Regions from separate parts of the Mus musculus genome. Here all the other regions are linked to region 2. Evidence: chromatin contacts called from public promoter capture Hi-C data. All regions are on one chromosome and are shown on one strand. The core of a region is the stretch at or near the end of the contact, and the rest is flanking DNA. Distances in the headings are between cores, read along the strand shown. Region 1 holds the start of Cog5 (component of oligomeric golgi complex 5). Region 2 holds the start of Rnaseh1 (ribonuclease H1). Region 3 holds the start of Kidins220 (kinase D-interacting substrate 220).

Region 1 (4,226 bases), core at 1,517-4,016, 3.0 Mb after region 2:
CTTAAGGTCACAAATATACCAGCAGAGTGACAGCACTGGGATCCCATTCTAAATCACGATTCCAAAGCTAGGGGTTTGAAAAGCCTTTGCAGGTGAGTCACCATACTATGTGTGGTGAAAAATGTACAAAACTGGGTACATCTAAGGGAAGCTAAATATTGGCTTATTAATAATTTAACAATACTTACTTTGAATATCGAACCATCGGGGCACAGACTTTTACCAGCTGTCCAGAATGAAACATTTCTATCGGGTCTTTTTTTCTTTCTTGACATATTGTGGTTGGTAAGGAGTCACTTCTCATGTGTACAGGTTAGTTTCAAGTCTGAAAAAGACAGTCTGCAAAGAGAATTATGCATTTCAGTATTTGGAATCCCCATCACTGGGCTGGTCACATAGCTGTTGTATGGGAGGATACTTGCTGCATGTGGCAGACCCTGGGTTTAAATTTCAGTATTGGAAAAAAAAAAAAAAAAACCAAACAAACCCAAAACTATTATTCTTGTAATTTCATCTTTCATGAGCTTGTGTACTCAGAAATAATTTGAGTTTCTTTCCCCCTTATCAATAAAAGAATATCTTCCCAAATTCTGCCTCTACTTACAGGATCAATAAATGTGAAAAACTGCACAGAGTAGTTTTCAAAGACGATATGGGAAACCACTAGGTTTTCCCTGTGTGTGTCATGTGATGATTTGATTGTTACTTTTTTGCTTATTTTTTGAGACAGGATCTTGCTATATACCAGGCTAGCTTACATAGTTGCTAACCTAACCTTGCCGGTGCTGGGATTACCCTGGTGTGCCTCCATACCCAACTTCAGATTCGTTTTTAATTTCATGCATTTTACTTTCATGATTAAACCAAGGGATCTGGCTTTAATTGCTTCCCATAAAATACTTTGTATGATAGACAAACCGAAAAAAAGGAAAGTTAGGTGGCAGTAATAGAAACTCGTATTTCAAAACAAATCCTGGTATTTTGGGGCTAGAGAGATTGCTCAGTGGTTAGGAGTATGGACTATTCTTGCAGAGGATCTGAGTTCAGTTTCTAGCACCCACATTGGGAGGATCATGGTACTTCTATGCTCAGTTTCAGGGGGTCCTACACCTCTGGCCTCTGAGGGGACTTGTAGCACACACATATATTCATCTACATACATACACATACAACTTAAAAAAGAAACTCTGATACTTTTATTCTAGTTTTTTTGTGAATCAGAAGGCAGAAACAACTTTATTATTTTAAATAATCTAAATTTATTACCAGTGAAGATATTCAGTTATTACCAAGTAAGTGCACCGTAAATAACTTTTATGCCCAAAGTACAAGTGATAAAATTGTTTAATATTTTTCATGTTGTACTTAAAGCTTTTGACTTCATAGTTTTTGTTTTTATATTCCATTTTGGCCTTTGTAATCTATTGCCAGATAAAAGCTAACTCTATAAAAGGCTAGTTGTTCAAAATTCAGTCTTTAATGTTTGGCAGTAGGCTAAATGAACACAAGGCCAATATACTGAAGGATGTCATGGCTTGCAAGAAATCTTTGGAAGTGTCAACACTGTTCAGAGGAAAATGGGAGCGTAATTAAGCTAAGTCAGAGATGGGCTATGTCGATATGAGGAATAAACACGGAGTAAACCACTAAGAGACTATTTGCAAAGGAGGGAAGAATCTTACACATTACAGAACTGGTACACACTAGGAGGTGGTGATCGGCAATGGCGTCATGACTGACTTTCTAAAGCATGATTTTGCTCTTACTCATTCTTGTGGCCAGACTAAATGGCAAAGTCTGCTTCAGTATGAATTTCTTGAATAAGCTATAGCTTTCAATCTTGATAGTAAATTAGGATGCAGAAACTTTTAGGAATAAAAATGCTTAAGTCACATCCAAGACCAAAAACAGCTCTCTGAACTTATGGGATGAAGGTATCAATATTTTGTTTTAAAGTTCTCCAAAGCATGCAGCACCGGACATAATATTTTGGTAATATGTGCTTCTACACCTAGAATTCCTTTTAAAATATAAGTGAATTTTTTTTTTTTTGAAAACTTGTGCTGGTATGTATAGTGGGCGTTAAAAACTTTATTGCATATTAATATGTAGACTAAAGTCAATCTTTTTTTTGTGAAAAACAAGAAAGCTAAGGAAAGAAAATCATCCTGTAATTCAGATAATGCTATTCGTCGTGTATGATTATTACAAACAAAGTAGTTTCGTAAACTATGCATACTGAAATCTAATGCAACTCTAGGCGCGCTGCCTCTCGCTACCGCATCGTGACTGAGGTCAAACACAGGAGGGAAAAATCTTCTGAGGCGATGTTAAGGGAATGCAAAATGCAGAGTAGCTCCAGACCAACTCAATAAATAGTTACGAATATTTAAACGTTTTTATTTTTAAGGGCAGAGCTTAACAACTATTCTTCCCCAGCATATACTGCCTGCTACCCGGGCTTGCCACTCCAGGCGGGGACTAGGTAAGGCTGAGCAGCCCTAAGCTCCCACGTGTTGGGCGAGGAGGGCCGTGACGCTCCCAAGAGCCTCTTCCCCACGCCGGAGTTCTCAGGCCCAATACTTGCGTTGGAGATCGGCGCGGTGGCTGCGTCCGGAGCGGAATGGGAGAAGGCCCCGGCGGCGACCTGTCTTTCCTTGCACGTAGGATTGTAGTACTTAGGTTCCCAAACGCAACCCGGGCCGGGCAGGTGGGGCGGCGCCTTGATTCTGCGTCACTTGGAGGGCGGGGCGATTGCAAGACGTCATCAACCCGGCACTTGCCAACATGGAAGGTGGAGACAGCACAATTTCCGTAGCAGGCCGTGGGGCTTCGGGTTCCGCAGTAGTGGCGGCGACCGTGCAGGCGATCCTGCAGGACGGTAAGGCGTCGGACGGTGGCCCGGCCTGGGTCGCCCTGCCTTGCGCAGAGTCCGAGAATCCTACCGGTCACTTTGCACAAAGTTTTCCTGTCTGGACTTGGCCACTCCCCTCCGCCCGGCCCCCTGGCGTCCGGGATTGTCCTGGTCCCCCAGTTTCACGGGGAACGTGTTCCTCTCTTCCCGTGGGTGTCTTGGGGAAAACACCTGGTGTCTAGTTGCTGGGGTTTGCACTGGATCATGATGCGCCCGGGACATCGCTGTAGTTCCTGCACGACGTGGTCGGGGCTGATAGCCGCTACTGCTGCTCAGTTCCTGACCAAGGATTGCACTGTCCGTGCCCAGAAGTGTGAACTCACCCTAGGTGACAGACCGCTCGCTGCTTAAGGAAAGGGATGGAGGATGCAAAATGTGGAGTTGGAAATTTCCGTGTTCAGTTCTTGGGCTATGCAGGTGCCTCTGTTATCCATACATGTCGAGTACTGAAGTCAGGATTACTGGTAGTTTGAAGAGAAATTATCCCAAGTAAATTAACTATATACCTTTCTATAGTATAGTACGCTTGAAAGTCAAGTTCGGTTGTATTAATGCTCAATCTGAGAGACAGAACAAAATTCAGTTTGCTAAAGGTATTAGGCCTTAATCATCCCATCTTTTCTCTAGTTGACACTAAGTTCTTTCATCTATTAAAAGCGTTTGCATTTATCACCTTAATTGCTTCCGAGGCCCTTGCGCCTCCTCCTCCCCAATCCCCTTCCCCCTTGTTTTTGAGACAGGGTTACTCTATGAAACCCTGACTGTTTTGGAACTCCCTGTAGATCAGTCAGTCTAGCCTTGAACTCACAGAGATACACCTGCTTCTGTCTACCACCTGCTGGGATCAAAGGCTACCAAGCCAAGCATAGGAACCTCTTTTTATATTCCACAGAGTTAAAAGCAGTATTCTGCATACAGTAGGAACAGATTTTTTTTTTTAATTTTCCACATAAGAGTGGCTTAAAGGATCAAACTGAAATTTAAATTATGGTGTTTTCCCTGATTGTTGAATATTTTATATCTTTTTAATAGATATTTTATATCTTGTCAAGACTAGTGATGTTTTTCAGAGTTAGGTTGTGGTATATTCTTAGAGTTTCTGCCTGATGCACCTCATCTTTGTGTCTTAATTGAAATTTAAATTTAACCAAGTTTCAAAATCCTGAAACGAGTGTGTGTGTGTGTGTGTGTTTAATAGCTGTCCAGCCTTTGAGCTTAAACTGAACTTAAAACTATGCTTGCTTTTTTCCTTCTGTGGTTTCAAATACAATTAAGTAAAGTCTCAGCAATTAAATAAAGCCCTTTGTTTTAA
Region 2 (3,960 bases), core at 191-2,690:
TTTTCTTGAAAAAGTAAGTGTCTTGTATCTTGGCCCCAGTTATGTAGCCAAGGATGACCTTGACTATTGGTCTCCTTATCCCTGACTCCTCAGTCTGGGATGACAGGCAAGTACCACCACACCCGGTTTCCGAGACACTGGATATATCCATACCCCCTTCTTTTGTTTTTTTTTTTTTTCTTTTTTTTTCTTTCTTACCCCCTTTTTTAAACTTTAGAATATTGTTGGTATTTTGAGGTTTTATTTGAGTTGATAGACATTAATACTTGCTACATAGAAATAAAAAGAAGGGATGAGAGGAAGTTCTGGCAGGGCCTATGCCCAATATATGTGAGACCCTAATTTCAATCTCCAGTGCCAGGATTCATCGTGTAGCCAAGACTGCCCTTGAACTTGCAGTAATCCTCTTGCTGTAGTCTACACAGTACTGGGATAATAGGTTTGAGGCACCATGTCTGGCTTCAAATATTAAAAAACAAACAAACAAACAAAAACTCTGGTGGCGCTGGAGAGATGGCTCACTCATTAAGAATAGTGGCTGCTTTTGCAAAGGCTTGAGTTCCAATCCCAGGGGAGCCAATGCCATTTCCTGACCTCTGTGGGCAGAAAGTATGTCTGTGGCACAAACATAGATGCAAGCGAAACACTCATACACATGAACTAAAGTAATACATAAATAAACAACTGATTTCTAAAGGAAAGAGAAGGGTAGAGTTGCTTTACATTCTACAAACCACACCGACAGCTGGCTGAAGGGCAAACAATCAGAGACAACCATTAAAGGGAAATTTTCCCTTCCCTATTTTTTCTTTATATTTAGAAAAACTTTTCATACTCATGACTTCAAGGAATATACATTTATTACTTTAAAATTGCATCTATGTGTTGGTGTGTGCGTGCATTATCATTGGTGCATATGTGCGAAGGTCAGAGGACAACTTGTGGGAGAGTTGTTAAGCTTGGTGGCAAGTGCCTTCACTTTCAAAGTCGCCTTGGTAGTCCCTAAGGAGTAGATTTTAAAATTTTAGTTGATTTTGGGTTATAAAAACGATTCCCCAGTTTGCAACAGTGACTTGCTTCATTCTATGTAGTCCAGAATTATATGGCCAGAGTGTTGTTATGTATTCATGACATCTTCTCATTCATTGCTGGCAAAGGGGAGGGGAACCCTATTCTGCAGAGTTGGGCATCCTAGAATATGGGATGTAGTTTTACAGGGGCTCATTGTCTTCACATCTATTCCCTCATTCGGCCATCATCCTCTCATTCCTTCTTTCCCCTCTTCCTCTCGCTTCCAAATCAGTTTTGCTGTGCTGGGATTGGACTAGGCACTCGGCAGCTGGGAAACACCTCTGTCTCCAGGCCGAACGTCTCCACCGACGTCTAAGAAACCGAAGACACAATCCTCGGCCCCGCCCCTCTCCGCGACGGGCGCCTCGCGACGTCACCTTCCTGAGCCGGAAGTGTGTCGGCTCGCCGGCGGGAGGCTCGCGGGCAGCAATGTGGGTTGCCGCGCTGGCGTGAGTGATGCGCTGGCTGCTGCCGCTGTCCCGCACAGTGACACTGGCCGTCGTACGCCTGAGGCGAGGCATTTGCGGGCTCGGGATGTTCTATGCGGTGAGGAGAGGCCGCAGGACCGGAGTCTTCCTGAGTTGGTGAGACGGAGCCTGGCGGAGCCCTTTATTCTAAACACCTAACAGCTCGTTTAGCCCTTCCGTGTTGTAGTCAAATCCTCCCAAAGAGAACACATGGTCACCGCAGCCAGAATTTACACAAGGCTTCCCACGTTCTGATCGTTCCTGTGTGTGGGTGTTTTGTTTTTTGACACAGGACCTCATGTAGTCCAGACTGCTGAGCTCATTGGTTTGGGCCACCACGCCCAACTTCCTCGTGTTTTCATCTTTTAAACATTTTTCATACCTACTGGGTGACTTTTCTCGAGCCGATTATGTGCCAAATTGAACTTCTGGTCTTTCTGCCTTCACTAACCAAACGCAGGGATTTCAGATAGGCACCGTTATGCTCAATTTGTGTACTGCAGGTGTTTGAACCCAGGGCTTGTGCATACTAGGCCAGCAGCTGAGCTACATCCTCATCCCCGACTGTTTTTAAGAAGGAAAATCGTGGTGAGATGTGTTGTCACATGTTTGTAATTCCAGCACTGTTGAGGTGGAGGCAGGAGGATCACTACAAGTTAGAGGCCAGCATGGGCTGTGGAAGAGATGAGGGAGGGGGAGAGGTGGAGAGTCTCAAGCCAGAAGCTGGTCTTTGCCTTTGGATCCATGTCGCAGCCCTTGGAGGCAAGATGAAGTTTTCAGTTTCACCGGTACTGTGGCAGTTCCCAGGTCAAATGAGAGGCAGAATCGGGGCTTAAGTCCAGGTTTGGGAGTATATGACAGCTAACTTCTAATATCAAGGTTTGTTGTCCCTGTGACCTGGATGTTTCCCTAGGCACAGCTGAGACAGTACTAAGGAAGAAATATATCCACTGCCAACCCTTTTTCTGTGATTGAGTCTTAAAGATAACAAAATTTTAGTATGTGCTGGAGTTGTGGAAGACCTTGTGGTATTAGTATGCTATTTGGATTGGATGGCATTTAGCAGAATGGGCTGTCAGGTCTTAACATGTAAAATGAAACCAAATTGAGGTGTGACCTTTGTCCCAAGGAATTGACAGCAGATCCCTTTGACTCACCATACAACACCAAACCTATAATCCATGAAAAGTCCTTGTATGTTAAACTTCATTCAGTTAAAAACTCCTGCTCTAGAAAAGACACTGGGCCAGGCATAGTGGCACAAGCCTTTAAATCCCCGCACTCAGGAGGCTGGGAGGCAGAGACATGTGCATCTCTGAATTCCAGGCCAGCCTGGTCTACAAAAGGAGTTTCAGGACAGCCAGGGCTACACACAGAAACTCTGTCTTGAGGAAATAAAAAAATGGGGAAAGCTATGCCTTCACATTAAGCTGCACTTAATCATGTACGGAGATTTAATTCATAATTGACAAAACTTGGAAGCCAAGTTTCCAGTAGACAGTGAGTTGGTAAAGTTATGGAATATTATGCAGACTTGAAATGAGTTATGAAAGATGAAATAGTATGAAGAAGCACTAACTATACCCTGCTAAAAGGAAAAGCCAATTTGAAATGATCTACAGTGTGGGATTCCGACTATATGGGATCCTGGAACTAGTAGAGATTGCAAAACAAATCAGTGCTTTTAAGGGCTTCGAACTGAGGAGAGGTGACTGTGAAAGCAGACAGGCTTTGTTTCCTGTCAGGGTCTTGTGTGTCTTAGGTTGGCCTTCAACTGAACTAGCTATAAATCAAAGGTGACCTTGAACTTCTGACCCTTTGTCTCTACTTCTCAAGTGCTGGGATCACAGGTGTGCACTCTCAAACTCAGGTGTTTTTGAGACTGAGTTTCTATGAGGCACTGGCTGGCCTGCAACCTGCACATAGATTCGTGTGGCGTTGAACTTGTGCTTCTCCTGCCACTGCCTCCAAGTGTGGGATTATAGGCACGCACGCACCACCACCCAGCCCCCTGTGGGGGGTTTCTAAGGCATGAGATTGTTCTGCATCTGTGCTAATGTAGTTCACTGGCATCATCTATTCACTAAACCTGTAGGCTTTACAACACCGACTGATCCCTGGTGCAAATAAAGGGCACTGCGGGGCAGAAGCTCAAGAGAACTCTCTACTTTCATTTCCTATTTGATGTAAACCTAAAACTGCAGTAAAACATGACAACTGTAAATAGATGAGGTAAAATAGTAAAAAATAAAGTTAAGTTAAAAAAAATGAGAAAGGATGTAATTGAAGAGGAAGGAAGCCTGGCTAATGTACACACCCTTGCAGGAGTGAGTGCAAAGCCCAGGTGGACCGGTTTCCTGCTGCCAGGTTTAAGAAATTTGCCACAGAAGATGAGGCCTGGGCCTTTGTCAGGAGCTCTTCA
Region 3 (4,513 bases), core at 364-2,863, 3.7 Mb before region 2:
TTGTCCCTCTGCACAAGTTAAAGGTACATGAAGGAGGGTCTGGGAGACTTGCATGAGAAATGAGTTGGAAGGCTAGGGCCAGGAACCTTCAGCCAATCTTTCTCAAATGTGAGCTGAGCCCCTGGGGGTAGCCCCCAAGGGCACAGGAACTACATTTCTGCAGCTATTTCTCTTCAGTGAGATCTTTTCAGTGACCTCTCTCACCCCTTGATAACATTCTCCCTCCCCTTCCCTCCCTTCTCTCCTTCCTTCCTCTTCTTCATCTTCTTCTTCTTCCTCCTCCTCTTGAGACAGGGTTTCACTATGCAGCCAGCCTCTAACTCACAGAGATTCCCCCTGCCTCTGCTTCTGAGTGCTGAGGGCAAAGGTGTGTACCACGAAGCCCAGTGTGTCTATTAGCAGAAAATACTGGCCAGTTTGCCCTGGCAGGGTTTGAAGGGGAAGGCAGGCAGAACAGGGCAAGGTCTGTGAGGGCACGCCTTCCAAGAGCCTCACTCCCAGGTGCTGTGGGGAACGGGCTCCACGGATGGGGGGGGCAGTACTGAAGAGTTTAACTGAGAAGTGCTTAGTGTCCTGACAGATAAGAAGAGTTCTGGGTAGGGAGAGGAGTTGAGAGAGTCGGCAGCCCATGGGGGAGTAAAAGGTTTAAAATAGATCTGAGTGATTAACACAGGAACTGCTTAGACAGTATGGGGTGATATGTGAGATAACTTTCCACTTCCTGTGGGGGTCCCACTCACTTCCGGAGATGGATCAGGAGGGAGCCTATAATATCGGCCATATTGGGGATGAGACTGACCGTGGGCAGAACTCTGGAACTCTGAATTAATTAAGGTAGGTGGAACCTGGGAAGGAGTACCATGCCTGGAAGAAGACTAGGAAATGGGTGTCAGGAGGCCCTTTGAAGGGAATATTGCCAGGATGGGGTTGCTGATGGTGGTCAGGGATCAGTTAATAGCATTTGGTGATACTTCTGCAGAGGTGGGAAGAGCAAAGTCTGGAAGGGCCTTGGGGGGTTGGGGCGGGGGGTCCTCAGCTGGAAGGAGGCAGTATGGACGTCTGCGGAGGCAGTGCATTCTTCCGATGATGGAGAAGGCAGATTTCGGACTTCTGGACCCTGGAAGGAGGAACTAAGCGACTTTCATTTGCAAAGTGGGCAATGGCTTCCAAAGTTGTAATTGTTGTTTATTTCTCTGAATTATTGCTTATAATGCCAGGTACGGGTTATAAATTAACTTTCAAAAGCGCGAATGACAGGGAAAAATATTGCCTGGGGCACCTGTGAAAAATACACTAATTTAGCTGGGTCAGCTGGGAGGTGGAGGCAGGAGGATCGGGAGCGTAAAGGTCATTCTTGGCTACATAGCAAGTTTGAAGCCTGCTTGGGCGACTTTGACTCTGTATCAAAACCAACCCAACCCAACCCAACCTAACCCAACCCAAACCATCTGAAGCCAAACCAGGCAAAGAAGCAATGTTTCCATTCCTTTAAAATAGAGGGAAGGGCGTCCAAGCCACTTCAGCACCTGCAACTCCTCCCACACTGCCCCCTCCAGGAGGCGTGGCCACAAGGAGCACCGCCCACCACACGACCACGTGACCTGTCAGTTCCTGACTCCTAGGAAGATGGCCGCCGGGCGTGGTGCGGGCATAGCTGTGTGCTCTTGGCGTCTTGTCCTCTGACAAGGTCTGCGGCGCTGTTCTGCAGAGCTGAGGGCGCCGTCTTCGGCCAGGCCGTGACACGGTCAGTGCGGAGGCGGAGAGGTCGGGTGAGGCAGAGCGACAGTGTCCGAGGCTGGGGGAGGGGGGAGGGGAAAGGGAGACGAGTCTGTCGGTGGCACCGGAGAGGGGGAGGGGGCCGGGATCGGAGGCTGGGTGCGGGGCGTCCGGGCGTCGGGCGAGGTCGGTGCAGCCAAGCGCGGAAGGCAGGCGCTCCGGTGCGGCGTTCTCCCGTGGGCACTGACTCCAGGCCCAGGCCGCTTTCCTTGTTGTCACACCCATCACTTAGTGAGTCCCGCAGCCGGTGCCCCTGAGCCTTACCTTCTTGGTTGCTTTGCTTTCCAGGGAGGAGAAGTTGTTTTCTTCTGTGCTAAATTGCCGAACCCACTGCCCCCATTGTCCTGTGCAGGCTTTTAAACGCCTTGCAAGATGCCCGCAAGCCCCCGAATAGAACGCGTCCATGTTTGCTTTGTGGGGATTTGTATACATTTTTTTTCCCTAGGTTGTCTTCACGTTTAAACCATTTTAGACCATTTTCTCATTAATAACTGTTTGTGGAGCTCTCTGCCCCCTAGAGGTGCTTGCTAAAAATGCACCGGTTTTGCTTTTCAGAGCTTCCCATTTCTTGGTGTGGGGTGTGGCTGAGGAAAAACCTCTTGGAGGTGATTCTGATGGGTTAGTCCCCCGCTCTCTTTTTGACGCTACGAAAAAACAAAGCGTCTACAGTAAAAGGAAAAGACACATAATCTATTTTTAAGGGCAGTTGGGTGTCTGGTTCAGAGCCAAGACTGGAAATGCTGTGGCAAGGTGCGTTCTTTGTTCTCAAGCTTTACAACGACAGTCAGTCAACTTGATCAGACCGACTTGGGGGTCCTTGTTAAAAATTTGTTTCTGAGCTTCACCACAGGCCTGCAAAAATGGGACTATTTGGGTCAGGAGACAAATAATTGCACACCAGTTTGAGAATCCTTTTAAACACTCTGAGAATGGTTTCCAGATTTATCTTTGGCATCTCGTTTCCATAAATTCTTTTCTCTTTTTCATTTTTTTCTACCTTCCCTCCTTCCCTCCCTCCCTCCCTCCCTCCCTCCCTCCTTTTTCTCCTCCTCCTTCATCCCCCTCTTCTCCTTTTTTTCCTCTCCCTCCCTGGTCTTCTTAATATGTAGCCCTGGTCTGCTTGGAACTGATAGAGATCAGCCTGCTTCTGCCTCCCAGGCCCCTGTGCCACTACATCATTCTCTAGTTATCAGCTCTTTAAGGGTATCCCCACAGCCCCAATCAATTCTAAGGTGGCTGGTTGGAAGGGGCACACATATGTAACGAAATGCCTGCTGCCTTCTTTCCTAGACTTTCCCATTTCCTCCCACCTCTCCTCTTTTCTTTCCCTTCCATCCCTGCACGCATGGGTGCTCTTTCTCTGGTGTTCATGACAACAACACTAACATTGTTTTTCTTTCCCAGTCACATGGTCGTTTATTATTTTCCTTATCTCTGGATATTTTGTTCTGTCCAAAATTCAAACTTTGGGAATTCTATTTGGTTAAACGTAATGTCTTGCATTTCTTTTCCACTTTAATTGCCTGATTCCTTTCCTGTAGGCTGTCTGTTTTGGTCCCTAACTTGTGCCTAGAGTTCTGATTCTTTTTTTTTTTTTTTAAGTCTATATTGTGTATGCATGCACTGCTAAATTATATTTTTCTATATATGATCCCGTGTGAGCCTGCCATCCCCTTTTCCAGCTTTTGTTGAAGAATGTCAGTTTTATTTTTCTTCACTGAATTCCTGAATGTTTGGAAGGCACAAGCAGAAACCTTGGGGAAAGGAGGCTTCTGGGGTTGAGGAGAGGTCAGAATCCTGGGTAGCTTGATGACCTGTGTCTCAGGGGCCACACTGAGGCCGCACTGACGAAGAGACTTTCTCTGTTCATAGCTGTAAGCTCACTCTCTGATGATTGTGGTTTTACTTACACAGCATCAATCGTGGCCTGGACAGTTGTGTTTTTAAAGATGCATTTATTGCATTTACATGAGTACACTGTCACTCTCTTCAGACACACCAGGAGAGGACACCAGATACCATTACAATAGTTGTGAGCCACCATGTGGTTGCTGGGAATTGAACTCAGGACCTCTGGAAGAGCAGCCAGTTAGTGTTCTTAACCACCGAGCCATCTCTCCAGCCCTGACCTGGACAGTTTTAATTCCAATTCTGGACTGGCCCAGCTTATCTTTTGAGTGTCACATGTACAGATTGTTGTTATAGCCTTGTGTGCGGCTTATGGTAGAGAGTATGCTGTTGAGGGTGAAGGGCCCTCTCTGTGGACAAAGACACCCAAAAGAGGCTTCCTTATGTGTCTATGTCGTTACTGAACTTGACCATTCCCTCATGAGATCCTTCTTGTTCTAGGCCTGTAATGGGTTCTGAAGACATAACCGTGGAGACAGACTGTAAGCTTAAAGAGACACATATCTAAGCCATTGTGGACGTTGAAGCCATAGCTGTCACTTGTATGCAGGATATGTTTTGGATTATTGGGAGTATAAATGCTGGCATTCCAGGTTGATGAACATGGGCAAACTCATGATTCTACCAACACTGGGTTGGTTCTACCTTATGGTACTACCAGGCACTTCTCCAGCTGTTAGAAACTGAGTGGTGAACAGAGCCCTGATTCTTACTGAACTCTTTGGTGGAGTAGGGAAAGCAGGCTAAATAAGTAACTGGTACGTGGAGTCATGCTAAACACTATCCTGAAGAAAGCTAGTTATGGAATGGTGGTAGTAGTGGGAAGCAA

The links. Promoter capture Hi-C pulls out the DNA fragments that hold promoters and counts their contacts.
Region 1: a promoter capture Hi-C map of pre-B cells shows a contact between it and region 2. The contact joins the promoter of Cog5 here to the promoter of Rnaseh1 in region 2. A contact is called at or near these places in 1 of 39 promoter capture datasets (pre-B cells) and 2 of 484 Hi-C or Micro-C datasets (B cells and CD4 T cells).
Region 3: a promoter capture Hi-C map of pre-B cells shows a contact between it and region 2. The contact joins the promoter of Kidins220 here to the promoter of Rnaseh1 in region 2. A contact is called at or near these places in 2 of 39 promoter capture datasets (cranial neural crest and pre-B cells).

What each region holds. Positions count from the first base shown.
Region 1 is chr12:31,652,103-31,656,328 of GRCm38.p6, forward strand. Cog5 (component of oligomeric golgi complex 5) reads left to right here and starts at 2,767. Exons shown (of 23, transcript NM_001163126.1): 1 at 2,767-2,881. The coding sequence starts at 2,788. It overlaps Dus4l (dihydrouridine synthase 4-like (S. cerevisiae)), which reads right to left and starts at 2,724. Exons shown (of 7, transcript NM_028002.2): 1 at 2,588-2,724; 2 at 189-339. The coding sequence starts at 304.
Region 2 is chr12:28,648,162-28,652,121 of GRCm38.p6, forward strand. Rnaseh1 (ribonuclease H1) reads left to right here and starts at 1,441. Exons shown (of 8, transcript NM_011275.3): 1 at 1,441-1,655; 2 at 3,864-3,960. The coding sequence starts at 1,528.
Region 3 is chr12:24,973,319-24,977,831 of GRCm38.p6, forward strand. It overlaps Kidins220 (kinase D-interacting substrate 220), which reads left to right and starts at 1,614. Exons shown (of 32, transcript NM_001081378.1): 1 at 1,614-1,744. Gm36236 (a long non-coding RNA gene) reads right to left here and starts at 2,279. Exons shown (of 2, transcript XR_381341.3): 1 at 2,041-2,279; 2 at 1-1,795.